Regions from separate parts of the Mus musculus genome. Here all the other regions are linked to region 4. A link is a contact called in public ChIA-PET, Hi-C and HiChIP or PLAC-seq data. All regions are on one chromosome and are shown on one strand. Each heading gives the region's core, a stretch centred on a gene start, on an enhancer-like site or on the middle of the called end of the contact. The rest is flanking DNA. Distances are from core to core; before and after follow the strand shown. Region 1 overlaps Foxo1 (forkhead box O1). Region 2 overlaps Gm30292 (predicted gene, 30292). Region 3 overlaps Gm30235 (a long non-coding RNA gene). Region 4 has its middle 25 kb from the start of Gm40047. Region 5 has its middle 54 kb from the start of Gm38537.

What was found. A called contact is a pair of places that touch in the nucleus more often than the background predicts. ChIA-PET counts read pairs in DNA pulled down with a chosen protein or histone mark. HiChIP or PLAC-seq counts read pairs in DNA pulled down with a chosen protein or histone mark.
Region 1: an RNA polymerase II ChIA-PET map of effector CD8 T cells shows a contact between it and region 4, with 22 read pairs. The contact joins two enhancer-like sites. A contact is called at or near these places in 1 of 15 datasets of contacts at CTCF or cohesin (large pre-B cells), 3 of 115 datasets of contacts at active chromatin or transcription factors (effector CD8 T cells, memory CD8 T cells and pancreatic cancer cells) and 1 of 9 other capture datasets (embryonic stem cells).
Region 2: a Hi-C map of Th1 cells shows a contact between it and region 4, with 2.5 times the contacts expected there. The contact joins two enhancer-like sites. A contact is called at or near these places in 1 of 15 datasets of contacts at CTCF or cohesin (large pre-B cells), 2 of 484 Hi-C or Micro-C datasets (Th1 cells and myocytes) and 1 of 115 datasets of contacts at active chromatin or transcription factors (memory CD8 T cells).
Region 3: an RNA polymerase II ChIA-PET map of effector CD8 T cells shows a contact between it and region 4, with 64 read pairs. The contact joins two enhancer-like sites. A contact is called at or near these places in 2 of 484 Hi-C or Micro-C datasets (CD8 T cells and memory CD8 T cells) and 4 of 115 datasets of contacts at active chromatin or transcription factors (CD8 T cells, effector CD8 T cells, memory CD8 T cells and 1 more).
Region 5: a FOXA1 HiChIP or PLAC-seq map of pancreatic cancer cells shows a contact between it and region 4. The contact joins two enhancer-like sites. A contact is called at or near these places in 6 of 484 Hi-C or Micro-C datasets (B cells, the HL-1 cell line, T follicular helper cells and 2 more) and 4 of 115 datasets of contacts at active chromatin or transcription factors (effector CD8 T cells, epiblast stem cells, large pre-B cells and 1 more).

What each region holds. Positions count from the first base shown.
Region 1 is chr3:52,341,681-52,344,380 of GRCm38.p6, reverse strand. The region is part of intron 1 of Foxo1 (forkhead box O1); the gene reads right to left. Among named protein-coding and RNA genes, the nearest start is that of Foxo1, 75 kb to the right of the region's middle. Within about 2 kb of position 1,375, at least 78 of the 459 cell types and tissues checked have an H3K27ac peak or open chromatin away from gene starts, as enhancers often do. A contact at or near this core is called in effector CD8 T cells and memory CD8 T cells, where this site is marked.
Region 2 is chr3:52,789,781-52,792,480 of GRCm38.p6, reverse strand. It overlaps Gm30292 (predicted gene, 30292), which reads left to right. Exons shown (of 5, transcript NR_166453.1): 3 at 338-430; 4 at 557-705; 5 at 1,112-2,700. Among named protein-coding and RNA genes, the nearest start is that of Gm30292, 6.7 kb to the left of the region's middle. Within about 2 kb of position 1,375, at least 15 of the 459 cell types and tissues checked have an H3K27ac peak or open chromatin away from gene starts, as enhancers often do. A contact at or near this core is called in Th1 cells and memory CD8 T cells, where this site is marked.
Region 3 is chr3:52,702,309-52,705,008 of GRCm38.p6, reverse strand. All of the region lies in intron 3 of Gm30235 (a long non-coding RNA gene), which reads right to left. Among named protein-coding and RNA genes, the nearest start is that of Gm22798, 19 kb to the left of the region's middle. Within about 2 kb of position 1,383, at least 14 of the 459 cell types and tissues checked have an H3K27ac peak or open chromatin away from gene starts, as enhancers often do. A contact at or near this core is called in CD8 T cells and effector CD8 T cells, where this site is marked.
Region 4 is chr3:52,553,791-52,556,490 of GRCm38.p6, reverse strand. No RefSeq gene overlaps it. Among named protein-coding and RNA genes, the nearest start is that of Gm40047, 25 kb to the left of the region's middle. Within about 2 kb of position 1,275, at least 115 of the 459 cell types and tissues checked have an H3K27ac peak or open chromatin away from gene starts, as enhancers often do. A contact at or near this core is called in CD8 T cells, Th1 cells, effector CD8 T cells and 3 more, where this site is marked.
Region 5 is chr3:52,411,969-52,414,668 of GRCm38.p6, reverse strand. No RefSeq gene overlaps it. Among named protein-coding and RNA genes, the nearest start is that of Gm38537, 54 kb to the left of the region's middle. Within about 2 kb of position 1,273, at least 52 of the 459 cell types and tissues checked have an H3K27ac peak or open chromatin away from gene starts, as enhancers often do. A contact at or near this core is called in pancreatic cancer cells and pro-B cells, where this site is marked.

The DNA.
Region 1 (2,700 bases), core at 126-2,625, 210 kb after region 4:
AGGACTTAAACTTGTTTACACCAGAGTCTTTGTATCAGGCAAATAAAAATGAATATAAAGAAAAGCTATTTTCTTGAGAAAGTTAACTTGCCACAAAATGCAATATTCAAATGTGAGAACATCTCTGCTCTAAGCAAAGCACTAACTTTAGGACACTGTAGAGAGTATGCCGTCCAGAGTGGTAACTAGAGGGGGGCCGGGCTGAAGCAAGCTCCCCTAAGTGAGGTGAGGCCCTTCTGCTCCTACTCAGTGGATGTGCTGATAGGATACTACAACAAAGCCACCGCAAATGTGTGCAAACTGCAAACCCACAGGAGAATACAAGAGGAAGGCAAGGAACCCCCAGCATGACTTCTGACGTTTGGGGGATCCTGTGGTACAAATCTGGGAATGTGAAGAACACTTAGGCTTCCTGCCCCAGCACAGTTGCTACATATTCACCTGGCAGCTCTGAAGGGGCCTAATGCCCAGTCCAGGGACAGAATTCTGGATGTCTCACAATCCTCAGAGCAGAGCTATGCAGAGCTATGCACCTGGCTTCTCAAATTTTTGGCCTTCTCTGCCAACCTAGTACAAGGCTTAGTTGCCCAAATACTCTGTGACCCCTGTTGGACCACAAAAGGCTCTAACTAGATTTGTGGTCACCCAAGGAGGCAGCCACAGTGCCCACATCCTCATGTTGTTGACGGCGACTGAAGGTGCTTAAAGTGCCAACCGTTCTACCAGATCAGAACAATATACAGGGCCAGACTTCTCTGTGACCCTGAGCACATTAGTGCCTTTTCTCAACAAGAGATGGAAAACAAAGTGAGTGTAATGGTAATCTCACTTAGTAAAAAGAGACAAAAGTCAGACACAGACCTAAGAGAGCTTAGAAACCCTTATTTCAAAATGCATTCTGCACTACATTCCACCCAAGGATTGCAACACAACAGCTATGTGTTAAGTCCTGCTGCCAGGGTGCAGAGTGAGGGCGGATCAGACATGGCCCAACAGGAGCTTTCTGGTTGGATGCCAGGCAGGTATGTGGGTATGTGGCAGTGGTAGTCTCTCCTGAGGCTTCATTCTGTTCTTTCACTTACGATCTATCTCAGCTCTAGGTGTGTTATGAGGTCGTGAACTCCAAACATCTCCCAAAAGGCTAAGGAATACATTTCTTTCACGTTGTATCTCAATTCCATGTATTCTCAAAAACATTCCTTGTCCCCACCTCCCTGTCATCCTACCCCCACCAGAGCTACAGCTCTGGCTACTGTGTCCACCAAAACCAGTGATCAAAATCCCCAATTCCTCCTTAAAAAGCAGCAGCCTGCCTGGGCAAGGCCTGGAAAGCAGCCAGCCCTGTAACTGCATTCTCCAAAGCCACCTACATGCTGGGAGTCTGGGCACCGTATCTTCCATGACAATTTGTTCTTTAAACACAATAGCCACACAGATAAGCTCTGATAGGCCTCTACAAGAGAGGGAGCTTGCTCCGGTCCTGTCACATTTAGTTAATAATACAGAGAGTATAGGAGGCGATCCTTCCAGAGATCAGCTTCCTGACTGCCTGACTAACAGGGGGGGGTACAGCTCTATAAGCCTGAGGCAGTTCTGCCAGACGCCAGGGCTGGGGTGGGGGGCGTTTTCAGCAGGACCAAAGAAGACATAATAACGAAGACTCCTAAAAAGTTTAAAAATAGTTCACTAACTTCAGGGTTAGTATCCACTAAATGCTTGGACGACTTCTGCTTATTGTTGGTTGGGTTTTTGTTTTTGGTTTTTTTTTTTTTTGGACATAGCAATCCTTAACTTATCAAAATATCGCACTACATATTTTTCTGAGGACATTTCAGGTCACTCTGTGTAACAGAGCTGTATACTAACTTTGCCAACAATTACCCACCCACCCCCACAACAGGAAAACGTTTGCTGTGCAGAGCTTGTTACATAAATTCCTGTTTTTCATGCAGCCAGTGGGACACTAAAGAGGAGCAGGCTTGAGGTGCTATGTCCACAATACTCTGCTGGGAGCTGCCTGCAACTGATGGAGCTCTGGGATTTTATACTCTCAGCATTCTCTCCCAGCAAGCATTCTGTGAGGAAACAGACAACCAGTGCTACACACTTATTCAAAGCCTGTGTCTGTACGATACCACTAGAGAAGGGCCAAGGCAACCATCTCTCTGTACCAACCACACTGCCCTCCCTGCTGGCTTTCTGGGCTCAGGGGAGCCGCAGACACATTCCTGATGCTTCTGGATGGCTGAACACTGCAAGCACATGCTAAGGGAGCCTGACACAAGCCAGTTCTGCCAGAAAGGTAGACACAAACCTGGTGTACCCCGATGCTCAACCTGTTCTGCTCCTGAGCACTCTGCTCTATGCCCCTATAGACCAGACTCCAAGTTCCTTAAACACAAGATTAAACTTAAGTTTCTAACCTCAAAGCCTCTAACAGGTGTTCTACACACATGAGCTCAATAAAACTTTGTTGACTGACACCCCAAAAACATTACAGGGAAGATGTGAGGTTTTAGGCATCTCTTAGGCATCTACCATTCATGTTCCACATTAGGACAGCTCATGGTACAGACAGCAGAAAAGGAAATAGGAAGGAAGGAGGACCCAGGCTACCCTCCAGAGGTTCTGTGAAAGGAAGGGAATAGTAAGAGTCATTTGACAAACCAACAGATGACCCCCACAGAGCTTTCTAGGAGC
Region 2 (2,700 bases), core at 126-2,625, 240 kb before region 4:
GATGTTAGTTAGCTTTACAGAGGTAGACAAGGGGAGCCGATCTCAAACTGAGCTGAATTTATTAGTACTTTCTCTTCCAAAGGAAACCTCTTGGGAGCTTGGGACTAGGCAGCTGGCCTGTCAGTGTCCTGGAGAATCAGGGACAACCTGCAAAGATGACAAAATCAAAGACTGCAGGGGGTTTCTGCTGGTGCCAGCCCATATGCTAATTTCTCATTCTGACCTGTCCACACCCTGACATCCCCCCCCCCTCGAATTCCGAGAGAAAAATCTCAAATTCTTTCAACAGATCCCATTTTTTAGTGTGTGCTGGTTGGAATGAGTCTCTGTTCTTTAGAAGCAAATGAAACTCCAAGCTTGAAATTATACCCTCGGAGTCACCTGTTTGGGAAAAGCTATCACTGCTGAAGATATGAAAGGATTTGTAAAGGTGTGTGGGGGAGGGGGAGGTGTGGGTGTGTGAGTGGGTGTGGGTGGGATAAGTGTGTTTCTGTGAAGGCCAGAGGTTGAGATTAGGCATCATCTTCAGTTGCTTGCCATCTTATTTTTGTGACAGGTCTCTCACTGACCCTGGAACTTCCCATGTGGTTAGAGTGTCTGGACAGCAAACTCCAGGGATCCACCATCTCCCCAGAGATGGGGTTACAGACCAGTCTGTCTTCTACTTAAATTCAGGGATTTGAACTCAGCTTCTTAAGCTTGCAGGTCCGTATCAACATGTCAGCACCTTTGCTCTTGAGAGTTCTTATATATTAAGGTTTAGTCAATTTGGAAAATTTGCCCTAATGTGTAATTGAGCAGAAATTCTGAATAAGAATTTAAGACTCAGTTTTTACTACATCTTTAAATTTTTTTTGGGGGGGGGGCGGGTGTGGTAGTGCACACCTTTAATCCCAGCACTCGGGAGGCAGAGGCAGGTGGATTTCTGAGTTCAAGGCCAGCCTGGTCTACAAAGTGAGTTCCAGGACAGCCAGGGCTATACAGAGAAACCCTGTCTCGAAAAACCAGATTTTTTTTTTTTTTACCAGAACCCTGGATGATGACCCATTTTTTATCACTCAGAGGCTAAACTGAGCACTGAGTCCTTGACTCAAAATTTGTGTGTACACAGGTGTGACTCTGGCTTTGGTCATGGTGACTCCATGCTCATGTATGACATGCCATTTGCCTTACCAATGGCCCATCCAGACTGTGATGTCAAACAGGCCAGAAGAATCAGAAACCGAGACCTGAACATCACAGGCCAGCCTTCCCTGGAGTGTGAGAAGCCAGGTTATTGCTGTTCACAGGAAATTTGAGTGAATCATGACTATTTCTGTCAGCCTGAGGTTGAAAGTGAAACCGTATCCAGCCATCAAGGTTTGCTCAACTGGAGGCTGCTGATGGTAGAAAACCAAGTACAGACTTTACTCATAGGTAGTCCTAGACCTGTAGGTGGTACCTGGCTCATCACCTCATCAAAGGCCTCCTACTTCTCTCTGTCTCACACACACACACATACACACACACACACACACACACACATACACACACACACACTCACACTCACGCATGCGTGCACATGTTCTCACGAGTGCGTGTTGTCTATGAAGCCAAGTCAAGTACACAGTTTCAAAAAGAATTGGCCTTGTGGCCACATTTGTACAAGCTACATGTCCTTGTACATATTATTAGTGTCTCCGATCTTCACTTTCCCCGACTTTGAAATATGGATATTAGCCATCACAGTGACCCACAAGTTGAAAGACAGAAACCACATGATCATCTCATTAGATGCAGAGCAGACATTCAACCAAATCCAAAACCCCTTCATGATTAAAGTCTTGGAGAGATCAGGAATGCAAGAGACACCAAAACAAAATAAACTGTTGGCAGTGAGCTCACAGCCAACATCTGCTTAAATGGAGAGGAACTCAAAGCAATTCCATTAACATCAGGAACAAAAGAAGGTTGTCCATTCTCCCCACACCTATTCAATATAGTGCTCTAAGTCTCAGCTAGACACTAAGACAACTGAAGGAGATTAAGATGATACAAGTTGGAAAGGAAGACATCCGAAGAATCTTTATTTGCCCATGAATCATTAATATACATAAGTGTCCCTAACAATTCCACCTGGAAACTCCCACATCTGATAAACAGCAAAGGAGCTGGATTCAGAATTGAGTCCCCCAAATCAGTGGCCCCCCTAAATACAAATGACAAACGGACTGAGAAAAAACCTCAGGGAAACAACACCTCTCACAATAGCATCAAATAATACAAAATATCTTGAGGTGACTCTAGCCAAGCAAGCGATGGACCTGTACGATAAAAACCTCAAGACATTGAAGAAGATGGAAGAATCTCCCATGCTCGGGGCTCAGTAGGTTTAATATAGTAAAAATGGCCATCCCGACAAAAGCAGATTCAGTTCAATCCCCATCAAAATTCCAACACAATTTTTCATGGATCATGAAAGAACAACTTTCAGCTTCATCTGAAAACAAAACAAATACAACAGCTCAAAGAATCCTGAATAATGAAAGAACTGTAGGAGGCATCATCATCTCCGATTTCAAGTTGTACTACAGATCTGAAGTAATAAGTCGAGCATAGTAATGGCAAAAAAACAGACATTGATTAGGGGAGTTGAAGACTAAGACATTAATCCACACCTACTGACATCTGGTTTTTGTTGTTGCTGTGTTTGTTTGCTTG
Region 3 (2,700 bases), core at 134-2,633, 150 kb before region 4:
TCACACAGGGACTTTTGTGGGTATCAGCATCATTCAGGACAGAGAAGAAATGCAAATATGGTTTCCAGTTTTGCCTTGTGAAGTATTGTCAAGTATTGTTATGTGTACACAATCATATATTGTAAACAGCAGGTTTAACCTGAATTCACTGACATGCATCAATCAACTTCCCAGGATGCCTTCCCATACCACCCTCTGCCTATGGATTATTGCATCATGATGGTGGAACAGTAAATTAGTCTTACAGACAAGGTCAGCACTCTCAGTGCCCTAAACTACCTTAGTTAGGCATCTGGTCGACCCTGTTATTGTACACATGGATTGAGCCACAGAAGGGAGGAATTCTTGCTCTCAACCCTACAGAGCTGGTTTGTGGCTCTGCCAGACCACACCCTGAACCACTCTTATACTTCTTTATACTTTACCCAATTCTACTCCTAGAGACTCAGTCATTAGAATACTTGTGAAGAACAAAATCCAGTTTTATTTCAGTATCTTTGTAAGACTCTTCATATAAAACCTTTTGCAAGCCAGAAAAAAAAAATATCCTTCCCAGCTTGTGCAAAGTACAACTCAGAAAAGACGGGTACCAAAGTTGCATCACTGGAATAAAAGCTTAGCTAGTGTCATGGCTTATCTTCATTGAGACCTTGATGAGTTTGAGAAGCACCTACAAGACCAATAAATCACATATCTGGGTATCTCTATGAGGGCATTTCCAGAAAGACTAACCCCTGAATGTTGATGGTACCCGTCTCTTATGCACAGGGCCCAGATGCAATCAAAGGGAAAAAGTTCACCAGGAAGAACTATCTCCCTCCCTTTCCTCCCTCCCTTCCCTATCTGTTTCTCTGCTTCTTGGCTGCCCCAAGGTGAGCTAATCTATTAAGCCACACTTTTGGTAGCTATGAGGCACCAAAAACTTCTGAAGTCCCCCCTCCTTACATTGTATTTGGTTTGTTGGTTGGTCGTTTGGTTTGTGACAAGTTCTCCATATGTAGCTCAAGCTGACTTCACTCCTCTGAGCTGGGACTATAAGCATATGCATCTTGCCTGGTTCGTGAGTTCCCTGGCTGTTGTATTTTTGTCACAGCGAAAAGAAGCTAGCAAAGAAAGTACGCATGTTTAGCACTCTACTGTGTACGCTATGTGCATTTCTCCTTGTAATCCTCATTATTGTCTCCATTTTACAGTTGGGAGAACTGAGAGTTTTGAGAAGCGTATTTGTTACTTTTCTTATTGCTGGAATAAAACACTTGGCAAAAGCAACCCAAGAAAGTAGTGTTTCCTTGGGTTCATGGTTTTCAGAGAAGGTATGACCACAGAAGCGTAAGGTGTCAGACCACACTGCCTGCATATTCCGGAAGCAAAGACAGAGGCATGTCACACTTCACTCATGATCCATCTTTCACTAACTCTGAATCTGGGGACTGGTGCTCTCCATGTTCAGGTTGGGTCTTCCTTCCTTAGTTAAACATATCTGGAAATGTTCTTAGTGACACATTTGGAAGTCTGTTTCCATGGTGACTTTAAACCCAGTAAAGTTGACAGTAAAGATTAACCATCATAAGAGACGCAAAACTCCACTTAAAAGCTCACAACTGATGAGAGATAGAGCCAATATTTAGATTTGTAGTGTAAGTGAAAGCCCTAATATAATGACTATAGTCATTATAGATAAGTGTCATTCCTAATTCATCCCCCGAGATTTTAGCTTTCTAGGGTCCAGTACCCAGAGTGTCTCTCCTGGAAAGCCACCCTCTGTTCTGGCATGTAAGGAACAGACTCGTGAAAAACACCATCCTGAGCCTACTTCATCCCACGTTCTTCTTCCAAGGCTCCAGAAATGTGGTCTTCCCTTATGATGCCAATTAGGCAAGAACAGATGGTCTAGTTCTTCTCAGTTGTTACCCATTCAACATTCGTGGAAAAAATCCTGGAAGGTTTATTTGCAACATAAGTGTCAGCCCCAAAGGAAACTTCTTTTTTAATTTCTTGCCCTCCCTAGGAAAAGAAGAGTTCTAGAAAGAGACTTTCAGCAACTTTGGCCAAATGTGGCGAAATGTGTACATGATAATGTAAGGATTCAAAAGGCGTGTACGCAAACAGATCCAGTAGTTATAGTCATCGCTATGACATCTGATAGGGTGACTGGTAACCTTGAACTTGCCAATAACCAGCAGAGTGCACTTTGTGAGTGACTAGATCGGGCGAGAGGCTAGCATACTAGCAAAGCGGCTGGCCTGTTAGAGGGGTATGACATCCTCCCATCTACTCAGCCCTGAAGCAGACAGGTTTCAAACCAGCTTCCTCGTCTCTGACAAACATCCAAATTTTTGATAGCAACTGAGAACCTTATGAAGCAATTGAATAAAAGGATACACTCAAAGCCACTAGAGAACCTTCCCATACCATCTCTTTTCATCTCTTCAAGAAAATGGTGTAAAATTCCAATTTATATACTGGGCACATACCCCAAAATGTAGTTTTCGCTTCTTTGTAAAACTCGAGCATTCCAAGAGTTAAGCAATTTTGATCATTTTGAAAGTAGCTGTCAGATTTAATATCTGCTAAGGAGACAGAGGGCAAATGTATTCTGGAGCCTGTTATATAATTTACAGATTATTTTTGCAATTTATATTCCATCAAATAGGGTATATTAGACTCTCAGAAAGCACGTAATGATCAATTAATTTCAGC
Region 4 (2,700 bases), core at 26-2,525:
CTGTGAGCGTGACATTCAAGGACAGTCCAGAGTTCTGTAGCTCTTCTCACCTTCTGGCATTCTTACCATCAGGGACAGATGTTAAAAGCAATCCATCTGCATAAAAATCTCCATAAACAAGAGCCTGATTGCTTTGAGTCTGGGAAAAAGTTAGAATGTAGTTCAACATCAATCCAATCCTTCTGGTCAACCTTCTAAAAAGGAACATTACAATGAGTGGCCTGCATATTTGTATATAAATAATATCTGTGATGTTAGAATGTAAGATGCCTCCAGCATGGCTTCCTAATCTCCCACAAGGACACGTCTGTTGTGTGTGGCTCTTCTCTTAGCCTAACACCAAGCAGGGCACACAGTCCATGTGCGAGTGGAACTTTCTTTTCAGAATTCTGCCCAACTCAAACATCATATTATTGTATATAAATGTAATTCAAGATTATTTCTGTCTTTTTGTTTAAATATTGTATTGAGATTTTCAATCAAAAACATACATTTCTCATGTATAGCTATTGGCTTAAAAGTATACTGAAAGATACATTATTCTATGAAGTTGAATTTTATACAAATCTATTGAGAAAAAAATGTTTTCTACAGAGGTTTAACTCTCTTATTTGTTCAATAGGTTTATTACCTGTCTGCCCTCACTGTGGCCAGTTATAGCCTGACATTTGCCATATTGGAACAAAGTTTGAAGAGTAAGCCACCTGCAACTGACAGAGTTGCCATTTTGTACGTGGTCGAGGTTCAGCTAGTGATTAGTTTTACATGAAGTTTTCAGCTAGATTCCCATTTCAGTTATGACTCAGATCCCTGCTTCAAGGCTCACCTTGGTCCAAATTTAGCTTAACAAATTCTAATGAGGAAAAAGTGCACTGGAACACAGCCACGCCCACTGGAGAGAGGTAGGTAGCAAAGGAAAGAAGATGGTATCTGCTTTGGAAAGTGAGGAATTGCTTTTCTTCCCTCCACACTCTTTTTTGGGGAGCAGGGTTTAAAAGAGGGTTTGTAGCCCTGGCTATCCTGGAGCTCACTCTGTAGTCCAGGCTGGCCTTGCCTGCCTCTGCCTCCCAAGTGCTGGGATTAAAGGCATGCGGCACCACTGCCTGGCTCTTCCTCCACACTCTTCACAGCACATCAGATACCGTAGTGGTGCTCACAACTGAAGAATCTCAGACGTTGAGTGCAATGTTCCTGCAGCTCAGCTGACTGTCCCCAAACCACAGCTCTGCCTTCAGAGAAAGGGAGGCTGGGCTTTCCCGGAGACACATAGCTGTGGTTTCCTGAGTCACACCCCAGACGAGCTGGGTTTCCTGTAGATGTGCCCTGCTGCTGGTCTATGCAGTAGGCTTTCCATGTGGTGAATATAATCAAGAAAACAAAGATGGACAGGGGTATGTCGTGTAGGGGAAATGTCCTGCAGAGGAAGACACCAAGGCTTAGAGAGGAGGTTCAATACTTGCTGAAGGTCACAGCCAGAAAGTGGAAGAGGCAGGATTCTACTCTCACAGTCTAGTCTAAAGGGCAACCGCTGCCACCACATCACATCTGAGTGGGCCACACATTCCATCACTCTCATTAGAACCCTAACCAACCCACCCATAATGGAATGCCTTGGCCCCCCAGTTTACCAAATTTAAATAGGCTGTCTTTGCTTCCATCTTCAAATGGGCTCCCATACAAAACGTCTTCAGTTCTAGGTCAAGGTCTATCTTACTATCATGCCTCTCCTACACTTGGACTACCAGGAAGCCTCTGATTTCAGGGAGGTCAATGACCTTGCCAAAGTTGCTGAGTAGGCACTTTTTCCATTATGCTTTTGTTTTTCAGCCCCATTTCCACTGGCAGTGATGCCCTTGCTCTTGGATCTTTACATTCCTTTGGCAGCTTCATTGCTATATCTTCTGGCTCACTGCTGGCTTTCCTTAACCAGTTTTGAGGATCCCTGCAGATCTGCCCATTGAGTAAATGTGCTATTCCAGTGATTGCCAAATCTTTACCTCCCAACCAGTAACAGCCCATCATATACTGTCTACCATTAGCCCACCCTCACATCTAGGACATGGCTCCCTCAGACTCAGCCATACTGCCTTCTGCTTCATGTCTCCAAGTAACGCAGCCTTTCTGATCTGACTCTTACGTTGAGCAACTGCACTGCCATTATCCCCTCCTCTAGTGAACTGAATCCTTCTCCTTTTCCCTCTGCTCATCTTCAGATCTTCATGTAGACATCACTTCCAGGAAGTGGGGGTCCCTTTGCTTACTATCAGATCTGGGTACATTTCCACACCTCTCTTGCTATTGCAATGTTTCTTTTCTCTGTATCCTTGAGATTTGAAGCTTAAACTCCCACTAATTAGTATAATCAGTCCTAATCCCAGTCAATGAAGATATTCAATAAATATTGGGCATGTAGAAAAGGAATGGATTGAGGGAGGGAGGGATACCTGGAGGGAGAGATTGAGGGATGGAGGGAGGGATGAATGGATGGAGGGATGGGAATGGCAGCATAATTTATTTAACCTAGTCTCAGGATGCTCTTCAATGACATAAGTCAAAAACTGAGCAGTTAGCATCAAGAGATACCACATGCATCCTAAAGCCCTGCTTTCAACTCAACCATGTCTGTCCACTGCAGGAGTTTCTACTCTTCAGCACAGAAACTTTACCCTATCCTTTATCCTCCACACATAGCTTCATTTC
Region 5 (2,700 bases), core at 24-2,523, 140 kb after region 4:
ACACACAACGTGGTACACAGACATACGTGCAGGCAAAGTATCAAAATGCACAAAATAAAATAATAAATATTTTAAAAGATGTATATTTATAAATTATATCTGCATGCATTAAAATATTGTGAATGCCGTAAAATATATACTACGAATTGAAACTATGAGAGAAGACATTCTAAGTAGAAGTTGAAGTACTTTCTCCCTTCCCAGCCTCGATCACCTGTGCATCGGGCCAGTGGTTTCTGCTCTGTACCATGCTATAGGAGACTGAGAAATGGTATAGAAAAGAACAAGATGTCAGCAGCTTTTTACAGCGTGTGCCAGGCACTGTGCCAAACAGACTAGGGACCCCCCACAGGAGTTCCCCGTGTGATCCACACACTCTACAACTGCCTTCCCAAACCGTTAAAGCGCAGCAAGATATTCTCCACCTGTAGCAAAAGGCTGAGCAGTGAGTGAGATCTCTCTTGGAAGTGGTCCAAATACCATATCCTCATCGGCTCCAACCACTGTGCCTGCTGGGTCTGCTGGGTCATACTGCAGCTCTCTATAGACTTTAAAGTGCACTGCAGGGTGGTGTGGTTGGTTTCTTTATTACCTGGGTATGGAGTTTAGGGACTAGCCCTGGAGCGATTTTCTTGCCCTTTTTAACAACAACAAAAACAGATGCTAATATTCTCATTTCAAACATCTCTTCCCTAAAAAGAGTAAAACTGACAGGCTTGTTCCACCCTGTGCTAACACACACATGTATATACTCACTTATACATATGCCAACATGCATGCCTGCACGCACATGCATATGCATGAGCACATGCATACACACACAAGGGCTTACACTTATATGTAAGTGCACACACATGTACTCACGCACACATGTATAGAAATGCTTAGACATGCACTTTATGAGCCTATGGTCTTCTGTCCCAGCTGTGTGCACCTTAGAACATGGAAATGAGAAACAGCAAGACTGCCCAGTCTCCTCTTTCCCATAAAGCACAGGTTAGGAGATGGAGCAAAACCCAGAGGGGCGGTTGTTCTGGCAGGCCTCCCTCCGAGAACACCCACTGCTCTGAACGCTTAGTCAATAGCCCATTGTTTACTGTGAAATTAAGAAGATAAGAGAGTGGAGGAAGTTAGTCTAAAATGCTAAGAGTAAGACGGTTCCTATCTTACTTCTAGAGCCGCCGGCCTCCCTTTCAAAAGAAGGTTGTGCCTATGTATTGTAAATTCACATTCCAGAGCCTCTCGGCAGGGCCACTCCCACCCCACCCCCCACCTCCTGTTAGTATCCTTCCCCTCCCCTAGGCTGGCTCGCTCCTCCCCCTCTCCATTTTTTTCCCTAGTCTTTTCCATCCCAAGTACTGCTTCCAGCACCCTCTATGGAGACACATTCCTTAGAAGGTCGGTAGTGGGTCACTGGGAAGCATGCAAAGTGGGACAGAGGACTGAAACCAGGTCCAAGCTGACGAGTAGAACCTGGGTTGAGAAGGGCAGGCACTGGTCATTTTTATATGACCTTGGCTAGGCCCGGCTACCTCCACAGGTTCCATTTTTATCTCGACTTATAAAAGAAATGTTAAATATTATGCTAAATGTTACCAGAGCTGTCTTCCAGCCTCCAGAAGGTGTGAATTTCCTGAAACCCAGAAAGGATGTCAATCTACTCTGAACCGAAGGCTGACTTTAACTTCCGAACTAAGGACTGGGTCTTTTGTCATATGAAACAAAATTGTCTCACTTTGGGCACACACAAGGAGGGCTGGGCACAAGGCTGCACGTCTCACAAAAACCCCCTCCCACATGCAGATTCATCAACCAGAAAAACCATGCTTTACAAAACATGCTATATTTAAAATATTTGGGAAATGCATCCTTCTCAATTCAGTTCTGAGCTAAGCAAAAGCTCTGCGAATTAGGAAGCAAGTGAGCGCGGCACAAAGACACAGGGGCAAGCTGCTCCTGTGTGCACGGCCCCGCCGATGACTGTCAGCTCAGGTGTGATGCAAGAGAAAGGGAAATGGAGACCAGGGGAAGAAACTCCAAAGGCTCCCCGAGGTGGCAGGAGGGATCTCTTCACAGCTACTCTAGGTTAGCACTCAGTCTAAGCTCCGTCCCAGTTACCTGGCTACAGCCAGGTAGGTCTGACCCACTATAAAAGGGGCTGCTTGCCCCCTCCGCTGTCTCTCTCTTACTCTTGTTCTCTTGCTTTCTTGGGCTCTTTCCTTTTTGCTTCCTGTCCCCTCACCCTCCCCCCCCCCCATGGCCGGCCTCTATTTCTCTCCTCTCCTCTCCTCTCCTCTCCTCTCCTCTCCTCTCCTCTCCTCTCCCCTCCCCTCCCCTCCCCTCCCCCCTCTGCCTTTCTCTGCCTCTACTACCCTCGTAACTCCTCTCCCCATGTCCTTAATAACTCTATTCTATACTATACCGTCTTGTGGCTGGTCCCTCATGGGGAAGGGATGCCTCAGCATGGGCCCGCTGAGACATCCCCTTCCCCAATACCTCACCACACCTCCATAGAACATATAACCTTTCTCTTTCTCTTCTTATAAACACATCACTCTATCTCTGCTGAAGAGTTGCTAGTAAACAGTCATGTCAGTAAGGGAGCCAAGATCCCCAGACAGCTGAAGGAGCCAATCCAGTGAGTTTCAAAAGGCCAGTACTGAGTGACTCCCAAGCCAGAATGACTCCAGCAGAGCAAAT